3 separate regions of the Capra hircus genome follow, and regions 1 and 3 are each linked to region 2. The links are chromatin contacts, called in public Hi-C maps. All regions are on one chromosome and are shown on one strand. Each heading gives the region's core, a stretch centred on a gene start, on an enhancer-like site or on the middle of the called end of the contact. The rest is flanking DNA. Distances are from core to core; before and after follow the strand shown. Region 1 holds the start of GRK2 (beta-adrenergic receptor kinase 1). Region 2 overlaps SSH3 (protein phosphatase Slingshot homolog 3). Region 3 overlaps KDM2A (lysine-specific demethylase 2A).

Region 1 (4,167 bases), core at 290-2,789, 42 kb before region 2:
CTCAGGAGGCCAGATGAGAGGGGATGGTGATAGATTAGGGCATGGGGAGACAGAGGAGCCGAGGGTGATGTCTGGAGTTCTGGCTTGAGTGTCTGGGTGGATGGTGGTGTCACCCACTGAGAAGGGGAGCTCACCATCCTGACTGATGCCCTCTGGTTCCAGGCTCTGCCAAGGCTGATCTCAAAAGATAGCCTGAGAAGTGCCTATGACAAAGGTGGTGGAGAATCCTAGGCTTTGCAAAAAGGTCCTGGTTACTGATCCACAAACTGGCACGAGGCTTTGGCTCCATGGGCCCAGGCCTGGGAGGGAATCTTGTCACCTTGGAAAACACAGAGATGCTCTTAAGAGCAGCACACTGAGATAAGGGTGCTGCTTTGTGATACATGGATCCCCTCCACCTCCACCATGCAATCTCATCAGAGTAAATTTCCCTTGCCAGGCAGTCCAGTGACCCCCATGACCAGCTCCCCTCCCCTCAAGGCTGAGAGAAGTTGGATCCCGCTTTGTGGAATCATGATTCTGAGCTAGGGAGGGGGTTTTTGGTGCACAGTCCTCAGTCCTGAGTGGGAGTCCTGGACTGGGTCTGGAGCAGGAGTGAGGATTGGGACTGGGGTAAGTCTGGAGTCTGATGCCAGTCATCAGGTCCCAGGTCCATGACAACCCATTAAGGGCTCTAGGTCCAGTTTGAGTCATGGTTGGATGTCTTGGTCCTAGGTCCATGTCCCAAATTTTTGGGTCCAGAACCCTGGTCTGGTCCAAGTCCAGGCCCAGGCTCTGCCCCCAAGTCCAGGGTTTGAAGTCATAATAGTGGCCTGAGTCAGGGAGTGGAATCAAGGTTGGGCTCAGCAACCAAGCTGGGATCAAGGTCATGGTCTGTGGTTGGGATCAGTGTTTGAGGTCCTGGCCCCAAATCTGGATCTGGGGACCTGTAGGGGGTCAAGGGTCAGCGTCAGGGTCTGGGTGTGAAGGGGGTTGGGTCCAGAACGGTGACCTAAGGTCATGGTCAGTCTGAGATGATGATCCAAGGTCTAGTTCTGGGGGTCCTGTTTGGAGTCTGGGGTCAGGAATGTGATCAGGTCTGGTGTCAGGTTTCTGACTGTGTCCAAGGTCAGGGATCAGGGGTTATAGCTAAAGTCTGAGATCCATGTCCCTGGGAACACATTCTGCAATGCCAGTCGGGGGTCCCGGCCGTGGTCTATGGTGGCCCCTGGGGTCACATTCTGCAATGCCAAGTCTGGGGTCTCGGCCGTGGTCTATCGTGGCGTCTGGGACCCGAATTGTTCCCCGAGTCGTGGTCAATGTCTGGGTCTAGGGTCTTCTGCAGGCGAGGGGCCCTGTCGTGTCCCAGGTCAGGGGCAGGTCATGGCCGGTGGGGGCCATGGGCGGAGAGTCGAGGCCGGGTGGCGGCGGGGGTCAGGCTCGGTCCAGCCCCGCTGCCTCCAGGGGGCGCCGCCGCCCGCCGCCCGGCCCCTCGCGGGCTCGCTGGCGCTGTGCGCGGCAGGCGGGGCCGGAGGCGGCGGCGGCGGCGGCTCCGGGGCGCGGGCGGCGGCGGGCGGCGGCGGCGGCGGCCCGACTGCAGTCCCGGCGGGAGCCGAGCGAGCCGGGGCCGGGCCCGAGCCGGCGCCATGGGGCGGCGCCGCCTGTGAGCCGCGCCGAGCGGAGCCGCGGGCGCCGAGCGGGGCCGGGCGGGCGGCGGCGCCCGAGGCCGACGGAGCGGCCGGGCCGGGCCGAGCGCGCCGAGCGGAGCGGAGCGGAGCCGAACGGCGGGAGAGGCCGCCGCCGCCGCCAAGATGGCGGACCTGGAGGCGGTGCTGGCCGACGTGAGCTACCTGATGGCCATGGAGAAGAGCAAGGCCACGCCGGCGGCGCGCGCCAGCAAGAAGATCCTGCTGCCCGAGCCCAGGTGAGGCAGGCGCCGCAGCCCCGCGCCCCGGCCGCCCGGGCACTGGCCCCGCGATCCCCTCAGCCCCGCTCAGCGCCGGCGTCCGGCAGCCCTGGCCGGTCCCCGGCGCCCCCGGCGCCCCCGGCCCTGTGCACCTGAACACCCGGGGCGCCCCAGCGCGGGGGCTTTCCGGCTGCGCGGGCTCCCCGACCCGCCCGGTGCCCCCGGGCCGGCTCTGCCTGCCTCCCTTTCGCTTCACACACTCCGCCTGGCCCCCTTCTCCGTCAGCCCTCTCGCTTGCGCCGTGCACCCCCTTCATCCTCCTCCGGATAGCCCAGGGTACCCCCTTCCCACCGCGGAGTCCCCCGCCTCTGCCTGCCCATCTCCCGGGGCCCGACTCCCAGCACCACCCCCTTTGGGGTTCCACCGGTCCCCACCCTGGCCCCCTCGGGTGGGCCCTTCTGTGAGGTTCGGGGCAGACCAGTCGTCCGGGGATCTTCCCCGGTCTTCCCGCGGGCTTGGGGTGGGAATTGAGAGTACTCTGGGGGCCGGGGGAGCGGTGGGGAGCAGGGTCTGGTGTGCACCCCATGGCTCTGTCCCTCTCCCCTGGAATTCCTCCTCTGGCGAGAGTCCTGCCTGTGGTACCCCAGGGGTGCTGCTTGCCAGGGGATGTCCCAGCGTGCCTGCAGCAGCTGGATCACAGCTGCCTCCTCTCTGTGAGATAACTGACCTGATACCCAAGTTTCACCTGCTCAGGGTTTAGGCGCAGGAGTGGACAGCATAGGAACGCTAGCTGAGGCTGTCCAGCATGTTATGGCTTCGAGAGTATTTTCCCATCCCTTGAGCCTCGCAACAACCCAGGGGGCCAGTCGGTCAGGTGTGGTTTTGTCTCCGTGGAACAGATAGGGAAGCTGAAGGCCCAGACATGAGTGGCCTGCCCAGTGTCACAGGTAAGCCAGGGTGATGCTGGGCCACCAGAATCAGGGCTTCTGGCTGTGGTTCCACGTTGGGTGCATCACTCTAGCCTGAGCCCGGGCCTGGCCATTCTGCCTGAAGAGCCACATGCCCCGCCAGCCAGGACCCTGGGCCCATCCTAGCCGTCCTGGTCTTATCATGTGACTTTGGGCAAGTCCCTTCCCATTTCTGGGCCTCAGTTTTCTCATCTGTGAAATGTGGACGGTGCGAAATAACGGCTGTGACTCTGTGGCATCCTGAGTGAAGCGGGGCCCAAACGGGCTTGGGGGGCGGTGGGTACCGTGCAGACGTCTCCAGTGCCTTTCTCCTGCCTGCTCACTGGGTTTCAGATTGACTGAGCACCAGGCCTGGGAGAGGAAAATTGGTCTGCGTTTTGCAAAGGCTGTTAGGGCCCTTTTTTTCTAAGACATTTGCAATCAGATTTCTCAAAACAGGAACCAGACTGACTGCCAGCCAGGGGCTGTCCGGGGAGCAGCGACAGTTAGAACAAAAATGAGTTCAGAAATGACAAAGCCACGAGGGAGGAAATGGGGGAGTCGGCCTCTGGGGTGCACAGCGGCTCTCCTTGGTGGCCACGGCCTCGAGACCCTCCAGCAGGTCGGACTTCAGCAAAGCGTGAGGCGGGGCTCTTTCTGGAACTCTCTGCGTTTGGGTAATCTCGCCCCAGAATGCATTGCTGGCGGTGGGGCCCCGCCTCGGCTTGGCTCTGCAGGTGTTAGAACCCTGAGAAACAAGATGTTCCTCTTTTTCTGTCCCCATTACACCCTTCATATCGACCGCGTTGAAAGGAGTAGTGGTGGAAATCATGATAATTTATTTATTTCTGACATCTGTCATCTCAGCTGATCCAAAAAACCAGCCCGCGAGGTTGGCAAGGCCATGTCTTACACGTAGTAGTTGCTCAAGAAATAGCAGGACCGCCTGGTGTCTGAAAGCAGGGGGGCTGTGAGGTTGAGGGGAGCAGCAAGAGGCTGAGAGCCAGGGGTCAGGGGTCCTCAGGTAGGCTCGCCACCTGGCAGTGCGACCTTGGGCGGATGGCCAGCACCTGAGAGGTGCACTCGGGACCCTCGCCGTGAGCTGAGGCTGGGCAGGGACTCGGAATCCACACCTTCCACCTCAGAGGGTACGCTGCCCTTTGCCTTATGCTCTGCACACCCCCTGGGGCTGATGCCTCTTGCCCTGAAGACTGTTACGAGTGTATCTTACAGTTGCCAGTTTGCAAAGTGCTTTGTACCCCATTTTATCCTTTTCACAGCCATAGGAAACGGGCACGGCAGGTGGTATTTCCCCACAATAAGTCGAAGCCCCTG
Region 2 (4,740 bases), core at 1,433-3,932:
CCCGAGCGCTTTACCTACCACAACGTGCGCCTCTGGGATGAGGAGTCGGCTCAGCTGCTGCCCCACTGGAAGGAGACCCACCGCTTCGTGGAGGCTGCCAGGTGGGGCCATGCCACCCCGCCGCCCGCCCCACCTCAGCCGCCTGCCCTCTGCGGCCTGTGCCCGCTGCCAGCCGCCCTGCCCTCCGCTTTGCTGGCCCTCAGGGCCCTCACCTCCTTCCCCTCTGCTCTGGGAGGCTAGCCTGCGAGCTGCCCCGCCCCCACACGGCACAGCGAAGGGTGGGGAAGGGGAAGCTGACCGTGTGTGGCTCCACAGGGCGCAGGGCACCCGTGTGCTCGTCCACTGCAAGATGGGCGTCAGCCGCTCAGCTGCCACAGTGATCGCCTACGCCATGAAGCAGTACGGCTGGAGCCTGGAGCAGGCTCTGCGCCACGTGCAGGAGCTCCGGCCCATCGCCCGCCCCAACCCTGGCTTCCTGCGCCAGCTGCAGACCTACCAGGGCATCCTGACTGCTAGGTATGCGGTGGGGGGACAGGGAAGGGGGCGTGCGGTGGCCACTGGGGGTGGCCGCTGTGTCAGGAAGCTGACTCAGGGCCCCCCTTACAGCCGGCAGAGCCACATCTGGGAGCAGAAAGCGGGTGGGGCCTCCCCAGAGGAGCCCCTGGCCCCCGAGGAGCCCCTGGCCCCCGAGGTGTCTACACCATTCCCACCTCTTCAGCCACAACCGGGGGGCAGTGGGGAGCTGAGTGTCGTGGGGTCAGAGGACAGCCAGGCAGCCCCAAGAGAAGCGCCTGGGTCACGGCCCCGTATCAACCTCCGTGGGGTCATGAGGTCCATTAGCCTCCTGGAGCCACCCTCCGAGCTGGACAGCCCCTCCGGTGATGCTGACCTGCCAGAGGTGAGGCTGTGGCCATGGGAGGAGGCAGGGTGGGGGCCCGAGAGGAGCCAGGCTGAGGCAGGGTGGGGGCCCGAGAGGAGGAGGGGGCAGATGGCGGGAAGACAAGAGAGTCCAGGACTGAGGCTTGGCTTGGCCCTGACCAGGGGGCTCCTGAGCATGCGGGCCATGCCCTGGTCTGCTCCTTTTCATCTGCTCAGAGCAGTGGAGGAGACACAGGCAGGACAGGTGACCCCGTTCTCCACGGGAGCGGGAGCACAGCCTTGGGACAGGGCCATCTGGCCGGCTCCATGGCTGAACAGCCCTAGGCTGGTGGCTGCAGGCAGCTCTCAGCCTGAAGAAGGGACTTGCTTCCTGAGGCTCAAGGCTGCCCAGACTTGGGGGAGCATCCTCCCCAGGCCAGGAGCTGCGCAACCAACTGCTGAACCCAGATGGGTATGGACGACCTCAGCACCCATTCCCAAAGCAGAGGGGCAACCCATCGAAGGGTGGGCATACAGAGTGGTCACAGCAGTCACACAACCAAAGTTGTGGCTGGATAGCTGAGCGCTCTCCCTCTGCTGAGAGCTGCAGGGCACAAGTCTAAGACCAGAAGCTGGCCCCTGCCTTGCGAAGTCACCCCCTCCCCCTGCCACATGACTTGCGGCCAAGGTGGCTAACCCAGAGGAAAGAAAGAAAGACGGCTCGTCTCACAGAGGATGGGGACATTTGGGAGAGGCTTCCTGGAGGCGGTGGCGCTGGGTGTGGAAGGCTGGGGGGATAGATGGTTGATGGGGGGTGTCAGCGTTTCTAAAGGCAGGGTGTCCTCACCCAGCACCCAGCTCAGGGCCTGGCATGGAAGATGTGTCCCTTGTGGCATACGGGACGGACTGTACAAAGCAGTGGGGGCAAGAGGAGGAGAGGCGGGCTAAAAAGGGCTTCTGGGGGCCACATAGGGGCAGGTGAGGAGCAGGGGCAGGAGGCCTGGGGTGCCTAGGGAAATCGGACCTGTGAGTAGCTCAGTGTTTCTGAATTCACTCAACAGACATTCTGCATCTACCCTTTTCACAGCCCTGCCCTGGAAAGACCTCCCTGACTCTATAGTCTCACTCTTCCAGGTTTTCTCTTCAAAAGAATCTTCAGATGAGGACCCTCCCCAGCCCTTCCCTCAGCCCTCAAGCACCAAGGGAGGCCGGCAGGTCCGCAGGGGGCCTTGGCCTGCCCTGAAGTCCCGCCAGTCTGTGGTGGCCCTCAACAGCGCCGCCCTGGTGGCCAGCCGGACCCGGGCCTTCCAGGAGCAGGGGGAGGCCGGCTGTGTGTCCACACCCAGGCACCAGAAGATTGTGAGGCAGGCCAGCGTGGACAGCAGTGGGGAGGAGGGCGAGGCGTGAGCCCCAAAGCGTGCCCCTGCCCCCTTAGACACAAGCAGAGGCGCCTCCTGGGGCGAGCACCCCTCAGTCCTGTCAATCTGCTCACAGTCCTCTTAGGAGGAGGCCGCAGGCTCCTGTCACTACAGCCTCAGCGCCTACAGCCTTAAGTCTCCGACCCATGTCCACCTCTCCAAGGGCTCAAGATTTTCTCCATATTTGGGGATATGGTAGAGACTGAAGGTGCCTTTGCGGGCAACAGTACCCTAGCTTCATTCGCAACTGCTGCCTGAAACACACACTTGAAGCCACAGATGTAAAAAACAGAGTTTCCCAGTGCAGAAAGGCTCAGGCTCCCTCCCTCTCACACTCCCATCTGCCTCATCCCCCCAGCCCCGCCATTTCATTCCTGAGGCCCTCCAGAGAACCAGTGGGCCCCCCTGCCCCAAAGGCCGGGAGTAGACTCAGTCCTCGGTGCCCAGACCCCCCCCCGATGGGGCTGGCAGTCGGCCGGCCTCACACGCCCTGTAAGCAGCCTGAGCCTGCTTCGGCCCCGGCGCCTCACCAGCACTGCACTGGAGCCCCGGGCACCAGGCCAGAGAGAGTCTTCTCTGTGCTTCACAGCCTCTGGCCCGTTTTTCATAGTCTTAATAGTGTCTCGCTTTGTACTCAGAAATAAAAAACATTTTCATACCATTTTCAATTTGATGATAAAGCCTGTCAGTCCACTCTTTCTCTGGTTACACGAAGAGTCTGGCCTCGCATTACCCCTTCCAGTCTCCTCACAGTTCCCAGGTATCTCGTGACAGGCCCATGTGGGCAGTGGTGTGTTTGGGGTGGGGTGGGTGGGAGGAAGAATGGGGAAGAGAAGAGAGGAGGCCGGAGCTATCTCCCTCATCTCCCAGGGCAGGGCCTGGGTAAATGCTGGCTCCACACACCCCCTCAGGCAGGTCAGCAGGGGAACAAGTCTACACTGGGCAGGAGATGCTGACGCTGTTGGGGCAGCGGAAGGGAGTTACCTATGAGGAAATGGAAGCTGCCAGTGCCTACCTGGACAGGACCAAGCCTGTCCCAGAAACTAAGGTTCCTTTTGGACACTTGCTGCTAGTTCCTGAGCACACTTTGGGTCCCAAGAATCTTCCTGCTACAATGCAAGAGAGCCTCATTTTCCAAGCCAGCCCACCACTGCCAGGGAAGGAGCCGCGATGGCCCTTTCCTCTGCCAAGGGGTTCTTTCTGTTCAGTGGCAGTGTTCAAGAAAGAGTAGGCAGGCCCACCGCTGGCACTCCTCTCCCGGCTTCCCAAGATGATGCAACACGGTGCCCTATAACTCTAGTCTGGTTGGGGGCGGGGAGTGGGCGGGTGCAACTCCTTCCCTCACAGCAGACCTCACAGATGGGAGCTGGTGGCAAATGTTCTCGTTAATGGAGACTCCATGCTCAGTTCTAGGAGTGACTCTCTCACCCAGACCCTGGTTGGACCCCCAGCACTGCTGTAACCCTGGTGGACAGAGACTTGGGTTCTAGCCCTAGCTTTATCACTTGCATGTTACTTCACCTTAAGTCTCTGTTTCTTTCTGTAAAACAAAAGGATTAAACCAGGAAATCCCTAGGTCTCCCCTTCCTGCTTTGATATTTTAACAATACATGTCACCCGTACATTGACAGAATTCAGCCTCAACGTGCCCTCTAGAAGAGGAATCATTTTTCTGTGGGTAGCAGGTTCAGGATCACAAAGTGAGGTTCAGAAAAGCTAGATCTGACTCTTGAGCCACTAGGCTGATCCACCCTACTGAGCTGAGCCAAGAGAGGGTGGCCTGCCATCTACAGGCAACCATGGTTCCCACCCAGGCTTCCCTTTCAGCAGTCTAAGGCCTAGGCTGGGGGGAAGTGGGGGTGACAACTCCCTGCCCTCCTGAAGTCTGCAGCTGGGAAGGCAAGATCCAATCAGGAACTCAGAGCTGCGGGGCCCACCATAATCTACAGAGGACTCTGAGAAGTAAGAATTCACCACGTGGAGAAACAAAAATTGGAAGGGCAATTATCTGCATCAAAAATGCAGATAAATGATTAAGAACTGTATGTATACTGGGAGCTTCCTGGTGGCCAAGTGGTTAGGATTCCAGGCTTTCATTGCTGGGGCCTGGGTTCAATCCCTGGTTGGGGAGCTGAGATGCCTCAAGCCAGGTGGCACCCCCACCACCTGCGCCAAAAAAAAAGCACTATATGTATAGATAAAGATCACACAAATTGCTAAAGGGGCAAAAAATACAGTATCTTAAAAAAAAGATATAAAATGAAAATAGTGTCTCCATCTGATCTTGCCCTCCAATCCTTCACAGGCAACCACTGTTACCAGCTTGAATCCCTCCAAAAACATTCCATGCCTAAGTCATCAAATATATTTGTATATTCTTTTTAAAATATAAATTAAATCATTGTTAACATCCTGCATTTTGACAATTTTTTTCATATCACAGAGTTGTACATCAATGCAGTAA
Region 3 (4,764 bases), core at 150-2,649, 60 kb before region 2:
ACTGAGCCACTTCACTTTCACTTTTCACTTTCCTGCATTGGAGAAGGAAATGGCAACCCACTCCAGTGTTCTTGCCTGGAGAATCCCAGGGACGGGGGAGCCTGGTGGGCTGCCATCTGTGGGGTCGCACAGAGTCTGACACGACTGAAGCGACTTAGCAGCAGCAGAGTTCTCATTTCAAGTTCTTCTAACAAGCAGCAGGTTCGTCTGGTAGTAACTTTTACTTTTGTCTTCTTCACTGGTGGTGGTGGTGGTGAATGCTTGCTGTAGCAGACAGGTTGGCAGATACTGTATTTAGTGTTACCTTCTAATGCCTTATAAAAGCCAGCACCCAAAAATTGGTCATTCTCTTTCAGCCACAGTGATCTAAGAATATAAGGAGAAAAGGGAGCAGAATAGTTGCAGAGGGACATAGAACGTCTCCTTAAGGGAGTCTGAACTGCTGCTTTGATACCTAGTGGAACATGGTGGTCAGGCTTCATTGCGTCATAGCCAAGGTGGGCTCCAGGAAGGGACAGGAGACCAGAGAGCACAGGTGGCAGAGGGTGAGCTTGTGCTTTTATTGTGGGATATTGGCTTCACCAAACTCGAATTCCTCATTTTCATCCTGAGGAGATTCCTCCCGGAACAGTGCGGTTTCTCATTCTAGGCTTAATCTCTCACTTGTGGTTGGTCTCCTGGGACAGTGTGGGGTGCTGAGTAGAAGCAGCCTGGCAGGGTCGCACTCAGACCCTGTCTAGGGCTAAAAGTCAGTAGGTTTACTGCTATCAGAATCTGCATCCTAGTTCAAACGTGTATATTTAGGCTGTTTTTCTTCCAGCAGAAGCATCTCTTGGGTGAAGAGCTGAATTAGAGGCAGAATTTAAAATGGTCAGATTGCGTAGGGGTAGGAGTTGCAGCCTTAAAGGATTTCTTTACCCAGAGGATTATATTATAACCAAAAAATTGGGACAGGAGATGAGTAAAGTAGGCGTTGGAATCATGTAGCTCAAATGTGGATCCCATTCCCACTTGGACACAGACCTTTCTGTCACAGGTAGATTTCACAAGCAACCCATTTTGAGGGTTTTGCTCTATAATCAGCTGCCTTGAGCACAGATGTGAGCTCAGTTACAGTCTGGTTTGCAGGCAGTGAGGAGATGACCATCCTGCAGCACACAGAGGTCCCTCCCCCATAGAAAAGCAGCGGCCTGCCCTCCACTAGTCCCCAAGAGCAACAGAGAGGCTGATCCTGTATGTGCAGAGGGTCTTGAAGAAAGGAGGCACTGACATGACCGCCTGTTTTGCAGAAGCGGAAAATGGAAGAGAGTGACGAAGAAGCCGTGCAAGCCAAAGTCCTCCGGCCCCTGCGGAGCTGCGACGAGCCCCTCACGCCCCCACCTCACTCGCCCACCTCCATGCTGCAGCTCATCCACGACCCGGCCTCCCCCCGGGGCGTGGTGACTCGGTCCTCCCCTGGGGCCGGCCCCAGCGACCACCACAGTGCCAGCCGCGATGAGCGCTTCAAACGGCGGCAGTTGCTGCGGCTGCAGGCCACAGAGCGCACCATGGTACGGGAAAAGGAGAACAACCCCAGCGGCAAAAAGGAGCTGTCTGAAGTTGAGAAAGCCAAGATCCGGGGATCGTACCTCACTGTCACGCTGCAGAGGCCCACCAAAGAGCTCCACGGGACATCCATTGTGCCCAAGCTGCAGGCCATCACGGCCTCCTCTGCCAACCTTCGCCATTCCCCCCGTGTGCTGGTCCAGCACTGCCCAGCCCGAACCCCCCAGCGCGGGGATGAGGAGGGGCTGGGGGGAGAGGAGGAGGACGAGGAGGAGGAGGAGGAGGAAGATGACAGTGCAGAGGAGGGGGGTGCGGCCAGGCTGAATGGCCGGGGAAGTTGGGCTCAGGATGGAGACGAAAGCTGGATGCAGCGGGAGGTCTGGATGTCTGTCTTCCGCTACCTCAGCCGCAGAGAACTTTGTGAATGTATGCGAGTGTGCAAGACGTGGTATAAATGGTGAGCAGGGCTACAGGGATCAGGCACAGGGGTATGGGCGTAGGTGGCAGCTTTCCATGTGAGAACAGCATGTGTCTTGGCTCCTGGAGGCTGGTTGGGCCCTAAGGGATTGAATCTACCCAGTCTGTTTCCCGGACACGGGTCCTCTAGAAGATGTGGCCGGTTGTACCTGCAGGTGTCATCAGGGAAATCTGGCCCTTGGCCTCTTCTCCCTGCTCTGTACTTTCCTGTCTTTCCTTACTGGACTTTGAATGGATTTGTACCTTGGGGCTTGGGGGTGGGTTTGTACAGTGTGTCCTAAAACTTCGGAGTCATAATCCTTCTGCCCCCAGTTGGTTGAACGCATCATACATTTGTTACGCCAGTCACTCCTGGGGCTGGGGACACAGACGACTGCTCTTACACCCCCGCCCCGTTACGTGTCCGTCTCCCGAGAAAGGTATATGTGCTTTTCAGAAACTTTGCAGGTGCTCACAGGCTCACAGTTTTCCACAGTTCTAAATCTCATACTCTAAACCTAGACCAGAATGCCTTTCTCCAGCAAGCAAGGTTCAGTTTTGAAGCTTCCTGAGACTTAGTTGGCTTTCTTAGTGAAACCTGTTATTTCTTTTCAAGTTAAACAGTAAGACATAAGGGAGCATCCCTAGAGGTGATGAATGAAGATTTCCACTGGACATTGTTTTTCCTTAACTTCCTAAACCCTAGGATAAATCCTTTATATCTGGGTCAAATCCTGTTGCGGTAGTTTTCAAAGTGTGATGCCCAAACTAGTGTCATACCTGGGACCTTGTTAGAAACACCGGTTTTCAGGGCATATCTCAGACCTGCTGATCAGGACCTTGAGGGTGGGGCTGGGCAATCTGTTTTTAATAAATTCTCCACCAGAGGATTCTGATACACATTAAAAATTTGAAATCTAGTGCTCTTGTTTTTGCCATACAAGTTTTATGTGCCCTGGGTGAAGTTTTTTAGTCTCTAAGTGAAGACTCCATTGTTTGCAACCATAAGTTTACTTCCCAAATCTGAAGTGACATGTGATCCACCCAGATTCTCCTAATAATTTGTCTTTGTAGGGCTTAGTGATGGCTCTGTCCCTCAGTTTCTAGGCCGAGCCACGTAAAACTCCCATTATGTGCCATCTTCTCTTGCCCTGCCAGCCAGACACTGAGCCAGGCTGGGGAGCAGAGACTAAAATATTAAAGAGAAGCCACGTGTTGCAGTGCTCTTTGTGGCCTGTGGATTTGTCGCGGAAGGGCAGGCCTCTCCCTTTCTGTTCTGATGTAGACTGGCTAGAGAAAGTAAAGATAGCGCTGAGGCAGAAACCTAAGGGTGGTGGAGTACTCTCCAGACCTGATTTTAATAAAGAGCCTCTTGTGACCGGATCATGAAATGGGCTCTTTCTGGAGTTCAAGGCACAATGAGCTGGATGTGCCAGGTAGCACCACGCTGTGTCTCAAGCGGCTGGGAGAGACTTTGAGGAGAGTAGAGGGAAGCCCAGTAGCTTCCAACAGTAAGAAGTCAAGAAATTTTTTTAATGTCCCTTTGTATACACTTTGGTGGGAGCAATGCCATTTTAATGCGAATGAGGGGTTATAGTATATTGTTTTACTGTGTGTCTCTGACAGTCGCTCTGTGCTCTCAACCCAGCCAAAGTAAATTGGGGTGGACTGGTCAAGTAATCTCTATTCTCTGAGGCAAAAAATGGCAAGGTATGATCCTTATATGCATGTAGAAGCATCTAGGGAGGGTGATCTCCAAGGCTCTGCTTTTCCCAGAAGCCTCCAGCAGCCTGTGGTGAAGTTCCTCTGACAAGGGATATCAGGTCTTGACAGCTGGTTCTCTTTCCTTCTGTTACAGGTGCTGTGACAAGAGACTTTGGACAAAAATTGACTTGAGTAGGTGTAAGGCTATTGTACCCCAGGCTCTCAGTGGCATCATCAAGAGGCAGCCAGTTAGCCTTGACCTCAGTTGGACCAATATCTCCAAAAAACAGCTGACATGGCTCGTCAATAGGCTGCCAGGTGAGCAGCCCCACGCTGTCCTTCCAGGGGCCCAGGGCTGGCGAGGAAAGCTGCATTATTGGCAGCGCTATTTAGAATTTCTTTCGGGCAATTTAGGGCAGCAGTCTGTGCTATCACTGCCTTTCTGCTTGGCAAGAGACCTGGCCAGTCCCACCTTAACTGCCAGTCCCCAAGGTGCCACTGTGGGCTGGCAGGCCAGTCGCTGAGGAAGATGGAGAGAGAGGGGTCAGGTGCTGCCGCCAGCTCTACAGGTATTCTTGGTATAGTCCCTGAAGAGAGAATTTGAGTAAGATGTCACCTTGATTAGCCCCTTGTAAGGATTCCCTTACGCACTTTGAGGTCTTAGAAGTCACACATACTTGTTACTCTGCTGTAAACCGAGCAAGCCATTTTACCACCAGAGTTAGGTGTATAGGAGGGCATAGAAGTTTTTGAGCAGGATTACTAGAATAAGTTTAGGATATGGTCCCTCCCTCCGTTAGACTGGGGATCTGTTTACCTTGGTAAGATCAGCTGGTAGCTGAGGCTTTGGATGGCTGGTAGAGTGTTTTATTGCATGTCTATCTCCTTCCATTGCAGGACTGAAAGACCTCCTCCTAGCAGGCTGCTCCTGGTCTGCAGTCTCTGCCCTCAGCACCTCCAGCTGCCCCCTTCTCAGGACCCTTGATCTTCGGTGGGCAGTAGGAATCAAGGACCCTCAAATTCGGGACTTGCTGACTCCACCAGCGGATAAACCGGGTA

The links. Hi-C and Micro-C count contacts between places; a contact is called where the count stands out from the background.
Region 1: a contact with region 2 is called in a Hi-C map of blood, with 2.6 times the contacts expected there. The contact joins the promoter of GRK2 here to the enhancer-like site in region 2. A contact is called at or near these places in 2 of 5 Hi-C or Micro-C datasets (both in blood).
Region 3: a Hi-C map of blood shows a contact between it and region 2, with 2.8 times the contacts expected there. The contact joins two enhancer-like sites. A contact is called at or near these places in 2 of 5 Hi-C or Micro-C datasets (both in blood).

Annotation. Positions count from the first base shown.
Region 1 is chr29:45,571,404-45,575,570 of ARS1.2, forward strand. It overlaps GRK2 (beta-adrenergic receptor kinase 1), which reads left to right and starts at 1,540. Exons shown (of 21, transcript XM_018042871.1): 1 at 1,540-1,903. The coding sequence starts at 1,791.
Region 2 is chr29:45,612,354-45,617,093 of ARS1.2, forward strand. SSH3 (protein phosphatase Slingshot homolog 3) reads left to right here. Exons shown (of 14, transcript XM_018042874.1): 11 at 1-101; 12 at 316-516; 13 at 607-898; 14 at 1,993-2,944. The coding sequence ends at 2,265. Among named protein-coding and RNA genes, the nearest start is that of SSH3, 7.4 kb to the left of the region's middle. Within about 2 kb of position 2,683, at least 2 of the 5 cell types and tissues checked have an H3K27ac peak or open chromatin away from gene starts, as enhancers often do.
Region 3 is chr29:45,554,107-45,558,870 of ARS1.2, forward strand. It overlaps KDM2A (lysine-specific demethylase 2A), which reads left to right. Exons shown (of 21, transcript XM_013975985.2): 17 at 1,290-2,002; 18 at 3,860-4,023; 19 at 4,603-4,761. Among named protein-coding and RNA genes, the nearest start is that of GRK2, 16 kb to the right of the region's middle. Within about 2 kb of position 1,400, at least 1 of the 5 cell types and tissues checked has an H3K27ac peak or open chromatin away from gene starts, as enhancers often do.